3 separate regions of the Gossypium hirsutum genome follow, and regions 2 and 3 are each linked to region 1. A link is a contact called in public Hi-C data. All regions are on one chromosome and are shown on one strand. The core of a region is the stretch at or near the end of the contact, and the rest is flanking DNA. Distances in the headings are between cores, read along the strand shown.

Region 1 (4,171 bases), core at 930-3,429:
CTAACCTATTTTCCTTGTTTCTTGTTGTTTTACATTATTTGGACTCTTTGAGTCCGTTTTGTAAGTGTTCGTGGAGACTACGGCGCGCATGGAGGCCGAAACGTGCGTCGATCAGGCGTTGGGCGTGGCGTGGGTGTTGTTGCGGCGCTGAGGCAGATGCGGCACTCCTTATTGCTTAGGGTTTTTCTGTTTAATTTTGCAGTGTCGGGCTAGGAACTATTTTGGGCCGATTAGGCCTTATTACAATTTAGTTTTGGATTTTGTTTTGTTTTGATTTTGGGGTTTAATTGGGCCCCGAGTCAAAAATTGGGCCTTACAATCAATAACTCTATGAACTAGAAACAAAGAAATCTCTTGAAGTTAAAATTTTACTTTAAAAGGTTTAATAAATTTTAACAAAATATCCACGCTTGATGGGATTTATGTTTGACCTAAATTATATTTAAAAAAGGTCTTAGTTAAATAAAAAGAAATATATTCTAATAAAAAATACATCTAGCGGACGGTGAAACCCCAACTCCCATGTCATCTACTCATTTCAAATGGGTCATTGAACTCGACGTATGTCAAGTCATAATTTATTCAATCCGGTAATTAATTGAGATTTTGGGATCCTCAAAAACCGACCAACATTTAAAAATGCCTACATCAACAAAAACTTGAAGAAGAAAACATACTAGTTATTCTTCAAGGCGGGCCACTTCCTTTTCCCATTTCAATCCGAACATTTGGCGGCCGAACGGAACGATCAAATTATACCGGAAAACCTGCAACTCCAAACACCATTTGGATATGCTCGAGTCGTGAGACACATAGCTAAATCTAAACATAGGAAAGAATACAATTGCGTTTTACCTTATCGTTAATGTCACGTAATTGCTTCTTCAACGATTCACAACGCTCAATCCATTTTTCTTCATCATTTCCATTGCATTTGCTTGTCCATGCTTTCTTCAAAGCGACTCGCCATTCGAATACTTTGTTCCTGATCTCCTTGTTAAGTTCTACCCACTCGGGAGCACATCCGTTCTTCGAGAGTATCCTATAAAGGGTGTCTTCAGCTGGATCTGCATGAGGATTTGTGTTAAGGTTAAGAGGTTTGCCTTTCCCTGCTAAATTCTCGAACTGACCCTCTTCCATTGAATGCCATATTCTTTGCTCAACTACGTTGATGATGTCGGTTTCCGATCTGTTTGAAATCATTACATGACACAACTTCATCTCATTGAAGAACCCAAAAAACCTTTGAAACTATTATGATTTTAACACTGAATTCGAATAATTGAACTAAGAACGTCATCTCTTCAAAAGCATATCATACACCAAATTCAACAGTTTTTAAGGTCTCAAACATACGAAGCCAACACCACTCAACTAATGAAGCTAAAGTCAGGTAACGACTAGCACACACAACTCCATTTCTAAAGGGAAGATAACCTTCAAAGCTTAATTGCATAGCCCCTTGCCAGGTAATATGAATTAGTGACCAATAAAAAAATAACTTTCAAAGAATTGAAAAAGGAGAAAACAAATTGTAACAAATCCAAAGCATACCTTCAAACTGCAAAATTTCATACTTTCCCTTGATCCCAAAAAGAGTTCTTTCAATTTCGCTTTTATCGTTTAGTATGAAAGAATCATGAAGATTTCAAAATAATCGAGGGCAAATATGAAAACTTGACGGTATTTAATTAGAATTTTGAGAAATTCACAATTTTTTTAGTTGAAAATTGAGTTTTAAATTCATATAGTTAGAAAAAAAAATCTACTAAATAGACGCATACATACATACATACCTAACTTTGTTGCGTTGGCCGCGGAGCTCGGTAGGGAGTTTACGGTCGTTGACGGCGTCTATGACGGCTGATAGACAGTCTGTTATCTTCTTCTCACGCTTAGAAGATGAAGAATTTGATCCAGTCGTTGTTGTTGATGAGGAAGAGGATGACGAGGCACACCTGAGTCCGGGTCCGCCATGGCTCATCGACGGAGGTGAGATGCCCGACGTCAATTTGGTAATCGGAGATGAGGAAAACGCAGAGAACGATGATGGCAGCTTTCTCGCTAGCCTGGTGGCCATGGATGATTGAAACGCAGATGGTCAGATGGTGAGAGTTCTAGCAATTTACTCCCTAATTATTGGGACATGTTTGGGGACTTTTCAAATATGCCACGTGGTTTCTTAATATACTGCCACTAATGTTCAGCGAATACGTAGTTTCTCCTTCTACCGAAATTTCCCAAAATATAAAATTACTTAGATTTTTGTGAGGCGGTTTAAAAACTAGTTTGGGAATATTTTTAAAAAGTGTTTTTAAAAAAAAGTTGTAAAAAAATGTTTTTCGAAAATATTTTTAAAGGGTAAATTATTAAAAAAAGCCTTATTTTTTAAAAATTTATCGAAATAGGTTTGGTATTTTATTATTTATTGGAATGGGTCATTTTTCCGAAATCGCGTCCACGTCAGCACGATGTCAGGGGACATGTCAGAACATCGCGTCCACGTCAGCGCGCTTTGTTTACGTGGACACAAATCGCGCCTACGAGGACACGATTTGCTGACGTGGATGAACAGTTTATGTTTTTTAGCTTGGAAAACTTTGAAAGGCCATAACTTTTCGCTCGGTTGTCCGATTGAGACGATTTTTTTATTTCAAATAATTTTTTGAGATCTACGCAGTTTTCATCAAAAAAGATCCTTTTTTGCCCCTAAATTTAGATTTTTTCGGTTTAAAATTGAATTTTGAAACATTCAAATCATTATTTTCCTTATTTATTTGAAGTAAACACCGGATTTTTTTTCAGAATTGTTGTATTATTTTTTCTGATTTGACACGTGTATGGAATAGGTCCGATAAATCGTTAGAACGTAAGTAATATAATTAAGATAATAACAGTATTTCTATAATGTGTCAATTAATTAGTTTAGTTTAGTTGGTTAAGATGCTTGCTTTTTTCCCTTAATACATTGGTTCAAATCTTGTTGGTAACAATTTTGAATCTTTTTTGTACTTGTTGCTATTGATGTAATATTGAAGAGTTAATTGATTAAAAAAATAAATACAAGTACAAAAAGATTCAAAATTTATTTTTTCAAAATACCAAAAAAGCCCTATATTTTTAAAATTTATCGAAATGGGCCCGGTATTTTATTTTTTTGACCGTAGGGTACTGTTCACGCGTGGGCCGAAATCGCGTCCACGTCAGCGCGAGATGCTGCCGTGGAAGGAAATCGCGTCCTTGAGAGCACGATTTCCTTCCATGTCAGCATCTCGCGCTGACATGGATGCGATTTCCTGACGCGTACCCTGACATCGCGCTGACGTGGACGCGATTTCCCCGAAAAATGACCATTCCAGTAAATAATTAAAAAATGGGATCATTTCGGTAATTTTTGAAAAAAATGGCTTTTATTGGTAAATTGTCTCATTTCAAACATGTTATTATTAAGTAATAAATATATATTTAAATAATATTTAAATTAGTTAATATTATTATAATTTAGTAAGAATATAAAAAAAATTATTATAACTTGTTAATATTTTAATATATGAAATATAAATTTTAAATATTTTAAGTAATAAATATTAATTATTTATCAATTTTAATTAGAATATATAAACTATATTTAAATATTTAAATATAATCATTAAATATTTGTAATTAGTATTTTAAAAAAATATTTTTTTTATTTTTAATTAATGATTTTAACATATTTGTAATTAAACACCGAGAAAAAAAAGGAAAGTACTATGTTATTGGAGGGGTGAAAAAGTAATTAAGCATCAAAAGTGCTTTTTGCAGAGTAAAAGCTAAAACTTTTAGTTGAAAAGCCAAAAATTTCAGCCCAAAGATTCTTGTTTAGCATAGTTTTTCTTCCAAAAGTGCTTTTGGAGCCAAAAGTATTTTTGGAGCCAAAAGTATTTTTTAAGCACTACTAAATAGGTCCTAAATCGTTTAGCAAGATATTTAGCAAACAAAATCGAGTTTTATAGTATTTATAGTAATAATCTCTATCCCGAATTATTATTTGTGGTTTGTGTGGAGTAATTTAAGTCGTTTCTCAACTTTTTATTAAACAAATTTTTTGGTCATCCTCGATCACTGAATTGGTTTGAGTATGGACTCAAACAAAATGAATCATACAGGTAAAATAAAAAATTTTATTAAG
Region 2 (4,171 bases), core at 688-3,187, 220 kb before region 1:
AAATTCTTAATATCATACTTTTAATTAACATAACACTTTATGACTATATAATTACAAATCCACATTTTAATATTTATTTCATATCATAATTTCATGAAATTTCAAACTAATATTAGCACCATTAAACACTTAATTATAACATTAATTTCATGATTCCTAAGCTTACTAACTTAGGATGAGTATGAGTATCCACATATTTACCTCATTGGATGCTCTACAACTCTAAATCAAGTCTTCATAAGCTTTATTTCACCATAAATCAAGCTTTAATATCCATTAATCACAATCTACTCATTTTCCACAAATAAAAAATATAATCAATAACTAATATTAATTCATTCTAAACTTTCTCATGACAAACCATAGCAAAAATCAAACTAATATAGGTGTAGGAAACCATATTTTTTACCTTATTAAAACTTTCTCTCTCTAGCCATGAATTATCTCACTAAAAACCATGAAATTCGAAGTTGCCATGGCTGGACATGATGAAGAAAATGAGCTTAGGAAATTGATTTCATGAATATTTAATTTTATCTCAAGATGGGAGGTAAATATTTTAAAAGAAAATAAAGAAAATGGAGAGGAAGAAGATGAGGGCAGCCATGGTTGCTTTTGTTGGTTAAGAAAGAAGAGAACTTTGTTGATGGGGGTATTTTCCAATTTAAAATGACCCCCAAAAGGGCCCAAGGCCTCGACCCAATTTTTACAAACCTAACTTTGTGAAATTATGGCCTGATTCATTAATAAGAGGTTCTAACGATTCAAAATAATTTTGGATATCAAATATAATATTGAAATATTATTGTCATCATTAAATCTCGAGAATTGATCAAACTATCCTTTGTGGCAAAATTACCTTTTTACCTTTTTTTTTGTCAAATTTAGTGATTTCTTCTTAAAATTTGATAGTTAGACCAAATCAAGTTCATAATTCATTAAAAATATTTATAATAACTCTATGAGTAATGAAAATCGCACTTTAGCTCTTTTTTCGATAAAATATAAAAATTACAATTTAGTCGCTATAATATTCAAAAATTTTAATTTAGTCTCAAAAGTTATGTTCATCCCACCGAATCATAGTCCAATTTATTTCATGATAACTTATCCATAATAATTCATATTTTTCCACTTTTGGGTAATGTTGCACAATGGTCCTCATACTTTTCAAAATTTACTTTATTTAGTTCTTTTTTTTTTGTCAGATTTTCACTTTTTAAATTCTTTTTACATATTCTCAACTCTAATATCAAATTTCTTTTATAAAATTTCTAATTTGAGTCATTGAATAATTTTTTCGATGTTCGAGCCCAAAATCCTACAACGTGTCATATCAAAATTTGCACGACATTACGTTATCTTAGAATAATTATTTTTATCATAGATTCTTAAAAGATAATCTTCTGTGCATCACTCGTTTAAACTTCGTTATCTATACTTTTCTTACTACTTAAACTAAAAAGAAAATATATTCAACTTTCTACCTTGATCCATTAAATATGTTAAGTTTATTTGAGAAAATCGAGGATACTTTTTTTTCATATATTTTAAATTTGAATTTCCAAAATGCTATTTTATTTTTACGAAGCAAAAAATTATTTTGTGATATGTTATTTATTTGATATTTAAAAACTAAATAAATTAATCATGAATTCAAACATTAAAATGTTTAGGAAAATAAAATATTTATTACTCAGTTTTTTGGTGTCATTATCTAACGTAGGCCCATATTATCTTAATTATTATATCTTAAATAGGGTGGTAGGATAAAATAAGATATGAATTGTGATATCATCATATCCTCAAACGTAATCATCCTCCACCAATCAAGTGACACTTGGCCAATTACATACCATACACGTGGGCCACTATCGAAGAATGCCACTTGTAATCTCTCAAGTCTTCAACTTCTCTTGATAGAAGACCAAAGTGTTTCAGCTGTTTTAAAAAACACTACAATTTGTCCATGTTTCATCTTTTTAAAGTTACCACCACAAGTTGTAAAGTTGAAAGAAAACCCGTAGATGGTGAACCATGGATCCTGCAAATGGTGCTCAAGATTCAGGGTCCTTTCTGACTCCTTTGTTGATTTCCTTGGCCGGCATAGTTGCCACTTGTCTAGCACTAATTGTATACCATTTTTTACTTGTCAAATACTGCCTGAGATGGGGAGATCAACCGGATGATGCCACAAATCCCTCCATACCAACTGGGCTTCAACATAAAATCCTGGAAACAATTCCAATCCTGTCTTTCTCCAGGGATAAAGATGAAGAATTGGGCACTCATCAAACTGAATGCGCTGTTTGCTTGGGAGAACTAAAGGAAGGGGAGACTATCCGCTTGTTGCCAAACTGCAGGCATTTGTTTCATGTCCCGTGCATTGACAATTGGTTTTTGGCACATTCTACCTGTCCTATTTGTCGAACACTTGTAGACTATTCTAGTTTAGAATCGCCTCCGGCCAACCATATTGGAGGAGAAAGGGTTCCGTATTTGGCTCGAAACATCGGACAAGGTGGCGATCAGGCCGCATCAACTTCCGGGGTTCAGTCAAATACTTTGTTAAGACATTGTCTGCCCCTGGTGTTCCCTAGAGAAAGTAAAACACATGTGATCACAGGGTTGAAGGGATCCTTGTCAATGGATCAGTTCCACATATACATTAACTTAATAGATGACAGTGGAGATGCTTCTTCTTCAACATCAAAGATGATTTTGTGGAAGAGCAATTCTTGTAAGGCTCCATCTATGAGACAGTTGGATCGAATGTCTTCATTGTTGAGGTCTTTCTCACAATTGCGAGTAGGTAGGAGTAGAACCAGTTATGGAATTCTTCCTTATTAACATGATGTTTGGAAACAAAAATTTGGTTGATGCTTTCTGTTGCTTCCATCATATACTAGATTAATTTGAAAATTTACTTCATCCAGGTTCATAATCCTAAATCATGTTTATACTCTGTTTTATTAAATTTCCAAGCCCTATGTTCGGAAAAAATATTCTAATATGTTGCCACATGCATTCTGGCCAAAATTCTAAATTAGTTTCTACATTTTGAAACATTCTAATTAAGATCATATCATAACGCTAGCCTGCATTAATTTTGGATTTAATGTAACATACTTAAAATATGTTAGATCTACTTTAAACATATATGTTCAGCACATTGATAGCTTAGACATAAAGTAAAAAAAAACCGTGTTTTTAAAATTTAAGATTATTTTTTTTAAACACGTCATATTCAAGTTGCTCATTATAGGTGTAAATGCATTTAAAATTTGATTCACATATTTTTAATATGTTTTAAATCATATCCGTGAAGAAATTTAACGTCTTAACTAACAATTAGGCTGACACTAAGACTTGCTTGAAGCAATGGTTAAAGCTATTGTTTAGCACTTAGACGAAACATGTTCAAATTTTGTCATTTTTCCTCCCCTTCCCCTTGTAATGATAAAAAAATAACACTAATAGTTAGGTTGACAAAAAGCCTGAATGATATTGTACTAATAATTTGGAAACCCAATTCAATGGTAAGGTACATTGTATACCCAAATAGAGAATGCAAGTTTAAACCTTGATAACAATATTGTTAAGAGCGACAACCATGAACCTTGAATATAGACCATAAAATTAACATGGAAGATACCAAATGAAAATAAAATGAAAACCCAATTTAAACATTTTGAAATTATTATACAATTTAAAGGGATACACCATTTTTAGCCCTTGAACATGACTATTTTTCCCAAGTAGATACCTAATTTTATTTTTGGTCTAGGTTGGTACCTGAACTCGTATTCCATTAAACACTTTACCCATTTTTTGTTATGGTGTAAAATTGTGAAAACATGATACTTTGAAATTGTGCTAGATCATCACTTAAAAATTAAATTAAAAATATTTAAAATCTAAAAAATTATAGAAACTGTAACACCCTGTACCTGACATGATGCCACATTTGTTGTTAGAGCAACTACGATAAAATATATTCAATTTATACCATTATAAATTTAAATATGAGTAATACATGCATATGATACATTATACAATCATTTTCGGGTGTTACACGAGCTTATGAAATCTCTATTACTAACCCAAGGTTGAATTAGAGCCAAATTGTAAAGATTTTAAAATCTAGGGTTGACATCACGACTTTGAGGAT
Region 3 (4,171 bases), core at 1,122-3,621, 140 kb before region 1:
ATATTAATAAAAAAGCATAATTCGATTTGGTTCTAGGTAACCATGATTTTTGAACTTGCATTCCATAAACCATTCAAATATCTCGGTTCGGGTCGATTTTTTGTTTGGTTGATTTTTTTGCTTAGTCCTAGTATTTGATACATTGACAATGTACTTTTGTTTTATTACACAAGCAGCTTTAAAAAATTGTCATGTGATTCTTTTTTTAAAAAATATTTTTTTTAAATATTTTACTATACCCTATAGAACACTTATCAACCCTTTTACTATGTTTGTTAAAACTAAAAACTCCACTAACAATATACTAAATAATTTATCATTATTTAAAAAAAAAACCTTTTTAATAGCTATTACATCAAACTTTTTAAAAATATTTTTTAAAAAATCATAGTTATCAATGAGAATGGTGGAGGTTGCATAATGACAATGGATGAGGTTCCATAGTGTCCATTAAACATTTAACCATCTTTTTTTTTTCTGTATATTTGTGTTCTACCTTTCTAAATTTGACATTTTCTTATAGCTCCCTTTTGTAAATCTTGTAAAAGTTTTTTTGTATAAGAAAAAAACTTATTGAAGTGAAAAGAATAGAAAAGAAAAAAGAGTGATAAAAAGGAGTAACCACAAAAACATCGAATGGATTCACAAAATAGAAAATTAAAAAGAAACGTTGATTAGCCATTTCACGAATTAACAAACTAAAGAAAGGATAAAAAAGAAAAAGAAAGTTTGTTTCTTTATGTGAACGTCCCATGTGGGTTGGTGGAGCCATGAAAACTATAAAAACACGGATTCCACTCTCCCCTTGAATTTCATGATAATTACAATGTGCACCTTGCAACTATCAATAATTAACGTTTCTAAATCCTTGCATTATTGACCTTCTTTACAATATTTATATGGAAGAAATTGTTGTAAAATGGGACCCAATTCCCCAATCCAAAAACCCAAAACTCACTTGCCCTTTTGTTTTTATTTTCGGGACTTCCTAACCAAATTAAATACCCTAACATCTCCCTTTAATTAGGAAAATTTTACAAATTAAAAACCCAAAATAAGTGTAATGTACCCTCTCTTTTGAAAAAACAAAAGGAAAATATATAAGGTTCAGTAATTAAAGGAATATTTGGCATATATAAAATAGTTTATAGTAGTTGGGTTTTAGGACCCAAAAGGTGCTCGGTGAGGAATTCCTTTTCTTCGCCTTGCATTTGAAGGAGGTGGGGGAGGCGTGGAAGGGTTAATGTCTCGTTGTGACCCTTCTCGCATTTCTTCTTCTTCTTCTTCCTTTGATATTATTATGCCTTCTTCTTCTATGTTAAAACTTGCATTCCCGGTGTTCCTCTTTATTCCTACAAGCTGCTAAGTTAATATTATGAATGAGATTAAAAACCCATTGTGTTGTTTACTCAATCCAAGCATCTATAGTGAGAAATTGATAATGATGATCAATGTGGTGTGTGGTAGTTCTGATGGTAATGTCTATATATATGCATGTAATGAGGGATATATGTTGATGATAATGTGAAGCAAAATGGAGAAGATTAAGAGGGATTAATTTATGCTAACCTTACAACCCAATGAGCAAAAACGAAAAGGGTCCAAGAGGGTTCTTCCACAGATATCACATAAATGAGAAACTCCTAGTTTCCCAGATTTTGGTTGAGGCCTTTCATTCAGGAATAGAACCCTGGCACTATTTATCACATAAGTTTGTACCCCACTTATATCCAACACTTTCTGAATCTCTGTAACCCTCACTACATCATGATATGATGATCTCCTTATCTGACAAAACACAAACTAGTTCGTGTTCAGAACATGGTTTTTTTTTTTTTTACATCATGGAAATGAGAGACCAAATTTGGAGCATTACCTGAATTACTTGATGATCTTTGTGTTTAGAAGAACGGCAATAAAAGCAAAATGAATCTCCTTTACAGTCTAAACAATACATGTTGCATTCACTCCTACCTGCATCTCCATGACTTCTGCAAACTGTGAAAAAGGCCGTACTTAGCAATGACTCTAGCCATGGCGGCACCAGCATTGTAGCCATGGCAATGGCAATGGCAATGGCAATGGCAATGATCAGAAATGGGGGTGTAGCCAAAGGATCAAAATGCAAAGCATAAAAAGAGAAAGATAGAAAAAAAGGGGTAACAAGAAATCGCAACTTAGAAATCAACCAACAAAAACAACGCCTGGACTAAGGGACAAGGCTGATAAACAAATGCAGCAAAGGGGTCGACGGATGGGATCGATGGTGGTGGCTGAAGTTTTTGGACAGCCGTTGGATGGAATAGACAAGGATGGCTTTGGCGCTTACGCTACTTTTGGTTCTTCTTTTGCGTCTCTACGTAGGCACAAGGTCGGCCCCCCCTTAGCTACGCAACTGAAGCTTCAATGAAATAGCTGTTCACACAATTTGATCACCACCTAACTTTCCGCCACATGGGCAGCCCTCCACGTGGCTTAATCACCATGGTCTACTTTAAATAAAGGGTCCCACTGTTTTGGATTCTTTTAAAAATAATTTCTTTTAAGAAAAAAATGGCGAAATGATGGTCTTTCCACAGGGTTCCCTTGAAACGGCACGCTTTGGCAAAGGATTTGGAAATTAAAAAAGGATTTTTATATTATTATTATTATTATTATTATTAAGTAATTACGTTTTATTGTATTAATTAATTACACCATAAATAAAAGAAAAAGTACGGAATTATGACACAATAATATATTTTATGCTATTAATAGTACTCATAAATGAAGTGATACTGCCAAAATTTTACATTTTGTGATTATAACATTGAGGGTTGATGTTCATAGATTTTTAAAAATAACATATCGAGGTTTTCAAATTAAAATGTGTGGGAAGAGTCAATTTTAATTTGACAACAAAACCATATGATGAACCTCTCATAAGGGGAAGGAGACATGAGTCACAAAAGGGGCACATCAATGAAAGAATAAATTGAAAATATAACTTGGTTTTTCATATGATTTTATATTAATTGAGATTTATCTACTTATGAAACATTCTCGCTTTTATATCCACAAACCATATTTACTAAGAATTAATTTAGGCAGCAAGTGAAATCATATCAGATTTAGGGAGTAAGTAAGAAGCTTAACGTATAACTTCTTCTTATCGTATTGGGGGAAAATAAAATACACAGCTGTTTTATATTAGTATAATAAATAGTTGTAGGGTTGCCAGCTCCACATTGCTTTTGGGGCTTCCAGCACTGCACTGCATAAGGAAAATGTCTTAAGAATTTATTTGAAATTAAAATTTTTAAAACATTGTTTAGCTTAAAAAAGATATTGATAATCCTAAAAGTTAAGATGTAATGCTAATCACATCAGAATCTTATTTTTTAGCATAACAACTTTAAGTTAACTATGAGATTCTAGGGATATCATTCAATTTTTGCCCTCTTTGTTTTCTTTTATAAATAAATAATAATAATATTCATGTGAGCAATCATGGACCAAAAGTATGTGCATTCCATTAAAGAGGGGTTTGCTTTATAATAACATTTTGCTGGAAAAAAAACAAAGCAAAGAAAAAAATTTTTAGAGAACATTAAATTATATCACAACCATGTGATTGAAAGAAAAGTTTAATATTAAAAGTATATTTATAAAAGGTTTATTAACAATTGAGGTAGTAAAGTATTTACGAATAAGCTCTCATTAATTTCATGTTTAATCTTTAAATATTTTATTTAAACATTTTATATAAGAATAGTAAAAGATAAAAATATTATTACTCAAAAAAATTCATTTCTTTTTTAAAGATAAATTTATTAATAAGAAAAGAAAAGTAAAAATTTCGAGCATTATTATACCCAAGCCAACAAGCTTACCTTATCCACCTAAATCTATATCTATCTTAAGGTTAGCTTAGCAATGCTTCTAATATGAACATTTGGGACAAAAAAATACTTTTGAAATAAAAACATTCTTAAACAAGATGCCTTTGAGAGAAAAAGTGCTTTTCAAATGCTAAAAATTAGCCAAACCCAAAAGCAAAAAAATTAAACTTTATCTCAAAAGTGCTTTTTGTCCCAAAAATGTTTCTTAGAAGTATTACTAAATTAGCCCTTAGTCATGTGTACTAATATCCTTTTTTCGAAATAATAAAATCATAGACATTTCGAGGACA

What was found. Hi-C and Micro-C count contacts between places; a contact is called where the count stands out from the background.
Region 2: a contact with region 1 is called in a Hi-C map of leaf, with 4 times the contacts expected there. The contact joins the promoter of LOC107899506 here to the promoter of LOC107899508 in region 1. A contact is called at or near these places in 10 of 34 Hi-C or Micro-C datasets (anther, fibers, leaf and 1 more).
Region 3: a contact with region 1 is called in a Hi-C map of leaf, with 1.6 times the contacts expected there. The contact joins the promoter of LOC107898450 here to the promoter of LOC107899508 in region 1. A contact is called at or near these places in 3 of 34 Hi-C or Micro-C datasets (all in leaf).

Annotation. Positions count from the first base shown.
Region 1 is chrD04:39,756,668-39,760,838 of Gossypium_hirsutum_v2.1, reverse strand. It overlaps LOC107899508 (dnaJ homolog subfamily C member 28), which reads right to left and starts at 2,179. Exons shown (of 3, transcript XM_016825240.2): 1 at 1,797-2,179; 2 at 856-1,189; 3 at 507-767. The coding sequence starts at 2,080. The coding sequence ends at 681.
Region 2 is chrD04:39,972,492-39,976,662 of Gossypium_hirsutum_v2.1, reverse strand. LOC107899506 (RING-H2 finger protein ATL73) reads left to right here and starts at 1,937. Exons shown (of 1, transcript XM_016825238.2): 1 at 1,937-2,931. The coding sequence starts at 2,038. The coding sequence ends at 2,850.
Region 3 is chrD04:39,898,791-39,902,961 of Gossypium_hirsutum_v2.1, reverse strand. It overlaps LOC107898450 (protein RGF1 INDUCIBLE TRANSCRIPTION FACTOR 1), which reads right to left and starts at 2,371. Exons shown (of 3, transcript XM_041091499.1): 1 at 1,877-2,371; 2 at 1,570-1,803; 3 at 660-1,359. The coding sequence starts at 2,059. The coding sequence ends at 1,162.